2 separate regions of the Bombyx mori genome follow, and region 2 is linked to region 1. The links are chromatin contacts, called in public Hi-C maps. All regions are on one chromosome and are shown on one strand. The core of a region is the stretch at or near the end of the contact, and the rest is flanking DNA. Distances in the headings are between cores, read along the strand shown. Region 1 overlaps LOC101742265 (cytospin-A). Region 2 overlaps LOC101744517 (eukaryotic translation initiation factor 3 subunit A).

Region 1 (2,769 bases), core at 86-2,585:
GGACTAGAATTGATAATGTTATTAATTTTCATGCATTGTATTAAATTGAAAAATTTAATCTTACGTACAAATTTTACTGTAATTATGAATTAATATTTTGTCTCTTATGTTAAAGTACATAAGGAAATTATTTTTATTGACCTTTAAGGCTCGGCCTGCGATCGTGAACAAATTCACAAGTGTCCCTGTTGCGAATTTATCATCTTCGATCCGATTATTCGATTATTCATCGTCAAAAAGTGTGTGACAACTTCTCGATTGCATTTACGTAGGGTTACCTATCTCTCGAATAAAGTTTGGGGCAAAGTTAAAGGTTGGGGCAAAGCAAAATTAAACGTTTCACATTTAAAAATGTTTCAAACAAGACATGACGCGTAATACCGTCTGATGAAGATCGATGACGATTGGTCAATAGTAGCGGGAACGGAATTTTTCGAACTTTGTGTTTTCCACCATCGTCACTAGATGGCGTTGTTTCAATGCACAGTTGACGCTCGCGCAACTCGAACACGTTCTTTTGTCCTACCTTTAGAAGCGGCTTTACACCCGTTACATTTATGGCTATATTGTTTCGACTGAGCGTTTATTAGAGGGCGCTAGAGTCGTCAACAACCGCCCTCTTCTGATTCCTCGGCTATTCTTAATTCAGAAACGAAATCTTACTTATCACCATTCCCGATTCTGCAGGCCGAATGGTAAACAGTTGGCATCGCCCTAAATACGTCATTTCGGATCCTCCCGATCTATTAACGGTGCTTTTAGGTACCTCAAGCGTCGGTCAGCGTTCTCTTCGAACCCGTCGCTTGCGACGAAGGCTTGGCGAGTAAATGAACCCGCAGACACAGCCCACTGAGCTTCTCGCCGGATCTTCTTAGTAGGTCGCGTTTCTGATCCGCTGGTAGATTCTGCGATCCACTGCTATTGCTAGGGTTAGAGCTAGCAACGTTGTCAGGCTTGAGCCTCTTGAGCTCACCTACTAGTTAAGGCAACGGTGAAATGGGCTCTCAAGACCATCACCTTAGGTAGGAAAACAAAATATCATCTTGTCTTGTAAAACATTAGTAAACATTTTTGAAACACGGAACTATAAAAATATACGTTAAAAGAAATGGTGGAGTGGAGTGTTTCGTCACTAGACAGTAGATCTTGGTTCTAATCAAGTTGGCCACTCCTGATGTAGGGAATCTAGTATTGGTGTCGGATGATCGTGCGTGATATTGATAGTTCCGTGTCGTGCCCCGCACAGCTCGTCGTGGAACGATGGGCTGGCGTTGTGCGCGCTGCTGCACTCGTACCTGGGCGAGGGCCGCGTGCCGTACTCCACGCTGTCGCCGCACGATAAGAGGACCAACTTCTCAGTGGCCTTCGCAGCTGCGGAGTCCGTGGGCATCCCGACCACGCTGGTACGTACACGGTGCATTCGGATTTATTTTGCTTCTCATCAAGACCCAAAGAAAACTGTCCAATTTTAAATTTTAGGTTAAAGGAATTTCTTTTCCTTCTCATTAAGACTCAAAGAAAAATTACCAATTGCCAATCTCAAATGAAAGAGTGCTTAGAATTCAGTTCAGTTAAAACAAGACTTAAAAAAAAAATTCAAATTTTCAATCTTAGATTAAAGAATGCTTAGAATTTAGTTCAATTAAAAGAAGACACAAAGACAAAATGTGTATTGCCGATCTAGATGAAAGAATGCTTAAAATTTAGTTTACTTAAACATGGATAAACAAAGAACAAAGTCTAAGCAAATATAAGCAAAATCAACAAAGCGCTTCAAAGGGTTAATGTATGTTTCAGTATTTTAGGTCTCTTAGAAATAGATTAAATCTCAGTATGTACGGATTCGTCTTTCCCAAAGTCTACTATATATCCCGGCGTTTTAGTAACAGAAATTGTCTTTATTACTTCAGTGCGTCACGTAGGGTACCTGTGACCAAAATAGCAATCAAAGGGTTAAACCTTATAAGTAGTTTTAATCTACGACTCCCAAAAAGCCGACGAAAATTTGTCAAGTACATTTTCTTTTTTTTTGGCGTAATATTCAGTACATGATCCACCAATATCACATGATGATGATGATGATAATGTTTTTTATTTTATTGCTTAGATGGTTGGACGAGCTCACAGTCCACCTGGCGTTAAGTGGTTACTGGAGCCCATAGACATCTACAACGTAAATGCGCCACGCACCTTGAGATATAAGTTCTAAGATCTCAGTATAGTTAGATGATGACATTTTCTTTCTTTGACAGAATATTCAGGACATGATCCACCAGGAGCGTCCCGATTGGCAGCAGGTCATGGCGTACGTCACCAGTATTTATAAACATTTCGAGACTTAAACGTTTTTAATTCAAATACGTGTGGATAATGTTGGGACGCATTGATCACGCTCTCAATCGATGCGTTTATACGCTTTCGCTCATAGAACAGTTGCTGTTTCGACGTCACACTGGACGGTGTTATACGTTAACGGACCAAGAATATTAAAAAAAAAGCCTTTTTTTATATAATCATGCTTTTGTGTAAACGAATAGTTCTGATTTAAAACGTAAATTTCCAAAAAACAATTATCGAATCGGTACGTACGGTATAAATACAGTTAAAAGCCAATTTATCACGATTTAATTCTACATAAGGACCAAAATATTATTAATTAAGTATATTATTATTATAGTATGATATTATCTATTTGACCACGAGAACATTTCTCGCCTACTAAGGACCTTCACTTATTGTAGTATTCACCAAGGCTATTCAGGATGACTG
Region 2 (2,769 bases), core at 199-2,698, 210 kb before region 1:
CTCATTACGTGTACGAGCCAGATGCAAACGCAGAAAAGTCCCATTGAACGCAAACTTAACCTCATATCGAATGATTAGCTCACACAGTCTCAGTATTGTGAAAACGAAGCATACTTTATAAAATCTAGAATCCAGGCATTTGATTATAAGCAAAACCGAATCAGTAGTGAACAGAGTGTGTTACAATAAAAGTGTTGCCATGTTATAAAAACCGTCTTGTGTGTACACAGTAATGTAAATTAAATTAATGCGTCGTAATTATCTTACTTTGTTTTTCTTTTGTATTCAATAAATATTTTATTCTTTAACGGTACAAGGGGTCATATATATATATACTTGCTTATTTCGGAAAGGCATATTGTGTTCGTCCGTCTATGTATATAATATCTATTGGGATATTTCCATAGCCGTTTTTTTTTCTTTTTTGAATAAACGCCCTGCCTGTATACTTTTTTTTTTCATAAATTGTCACAAAACTGAGTTATCGCAATTCGTATTGTTTTCTACGTAACTAATAATGCCTTTTGTATGCTTTATTTAGTGTCATTAACATTCAATAAACTATGGTATGTATCGAAAGTGTATTATTTCACGAAATACATGTATGTATAGAGTGTAAACTGCCCCCAATCGGCTTTAAACTATTTTAATCTTTTAAATATTTAGGAATTCGAATACAGCATTCGGTTGGACAGACGACCATAGATAATACACTTAATATTTAAGACTGGCTGCCATAGATAATAATACACTTAATATTTGACTGGCGAGTCTCCGATTTGGTCATTTATCTTGTCACAAACTGCAATATAAAATTTGTGATGACACGGTCACAAAACAGCCCATTGAGTTTCTCGCCGGATCTTCTCAGTGGGTCGCGTTTCCGATCCGGTGGTAGATTCTGCGAAGCACTGCTCTTGCTAGGGCCAGTGTTAGCAACACTCCGGCTTGAGCTCCGTGAGCTCACCTACATGTTAGGGCGAAGCTGAAATAGCCTCTCAAGGCTATCAGCATAGGTAGGAAAAAAGTCACAAAACAACCCCTGCTATCTGTAATATTTTTGCGGGTTTGATTTTATGCTACGCTGCTCATCCTCCGTCATGGAAGACTTAAGTATAAAAAAAATATTGAGCCAACTACTGAGTCATGTTCTACCTACTGGGTTAGTATTTTTATTTAAACATAAAATATGCATGTACAAGTCTACATTTTCATTATAATGAAAGTAATAAAAACCGTTAATATATTTCAAACCAAACACCAAAAATCTACGGTAGCTTTACGTTTTACGACGGCTCTACACGTTGCCCCAACGTAGGCCCCAACGCCACGCGACCAACGTGTGGATCTAGAAAATAGCATTGGCCCCAACGTTGGAACGATCGTTGGTAGTTGGCCGTCGAGTGTAGGTTTTATCAAAGGAATCTGTGCCAGCGTTCGCGATGCATCCATATGTTGGGGCTTTGCTTAGTCTTGTTGCAACACGCGTCGAGTGTACATGCCGCGATGTCATCCACCATCATTGACGTGGCTTTTTCTTTTTTTTCAATAACAAATATAATTTATACGTACTCAGTACTGCAAAAGCGCTTAGAGCAATTTCAATTTCGGTATCGCGCATCTTCATGTTGGCTCTAATGGAAAGGATCTAGTATAACCGCCAACGTGTGGACACTTGACCAATTTAACCGCTTAACGTTGGTAGCAATGCTGGGGCCAACGTTTGGTGCCGGTGTTACACCGGTCACTCACATGCGCACGAATACGCAAACCCGCAAGTGTGGGACGACATTTGCAAATGATTATGCAAAGTTTTCGCTGCATTCGTGGTTTTCCAAGCTGTGTCGGTTTTTTAACAGACATCAAAGCGCGCGAACCGCGAACCTTCGCGTAGCCTCCCACACATTCGTTTGCCCAGTTGCGCCGACGATTGCGAAGGTAACGGACGTATCGCCATTTTCATAATTCGTGACATCTACTGTGTAGCGTATCTTCGTGAAAAGAAATCCCATAAAAACAGCATGGCTGTTAATGATGTCTGGGAAAGAATTCAAGACTCTTTTTCTTTTCAATGTTCTATTGACGAATTAAAAAGGAGGAGAAATTCGTGAGACATTCGTAAACAAGTGTAGGAGGAAGCGCAAACGGGTTCGCAAATTGAGTATGCGAACCCATTTGCACAGCCGCTAGGTTTGCGAATGAATGTTTGACGGCCCTTCACATGCGCGCAAATATTCGTACATTGTACGCGCATGTCAGTGGCCGTCATTAAGATTAGATTGAAAACTTTTGGTGAGACACAATTTGATTTGCCAGTTTAATTTGTCGATATCTTCGTTATAACTCTTAGGTATTTGGTGCCCCATTTGTTATTTAGTTTGTTTTTGTTTGTTTGTTTTTGCAGTACTAATAACAGCAGAAAATCATATTATTATGCAGGTCAAGCTCAAGGTTGTTATGTGTTGTTTTTCAACTTGCATTTCTTTTTGGACCAGCGATGATTTGCACTTTTTTTTAGCATAGTGGTGCTGCTTTCGTATATATGGGCGCAAACGCCCACTGTTGGCAATAATTAACATAATCATATATAGTTTAGTTTATTCTATGTTAATATTTATTTATTATTAGCAACAAAACTGTTATTCTACCATATTTAATAATTAGCAGACACTGTTTTGATGTGAAAATGTTCAGAATATGTTTAATGTTTAGATTATTGTTTAAAAACACAAATGACTGTATAAATGATTAAATATGAATAAAGCATAA

Evidence for each region. Hi-C and Micro-C count contacts between places; a contact is called where the count stands out from the background.
Region 2: a Hi-C map of whole pupa shows a contact between it and region 1, with 2.4 times the contacts expected there. The contact joins two enhancer-like sites. A contact is called at or near these places in 2 of 7 Hi-C or Micro-C datasets (middle silk gland and whole pupa).

Annotation. Positions count from the first base shown.
Region 1 is chr16:3,452,282-3,455,050 of ASM3026992v2, reverse strand. LOC101742265 (cytospin-A) reads left to right here. Exons shown (of 25, transcript XM_038016558.2): 24 at 1,247-1,403; 25 at 2,253-2,769. The coding sequence ends at 2,342. Among protein-coding and RNA genes, the nearest start is that of LOC101744641, 19 kb to the right of the region's middle. Within about 2 kb of position 1,335, at least 4 of the 8 cell types and tissues checked have open chromatin away from gene starts, as enhancers often do.
Region 2 is chr16:3,660,475-3,663,243 of ASM3026992v2, reverse strand. LOC101744517 (eukaryotic translation initiation factor 3 subunit A) reads left to right here. Exons shown (of 23, transcript XM_004928885.4): 23 at 1-573. Among protein-coding and RNA genes, the nearest start is that of LOC105842064, 8.3 kb to the right of the region's middle. Within about 2 kb of position 1,448, at least 7 of the 8 cell types and tissues checked have open chromatin away from gene starts, as enhancers often do.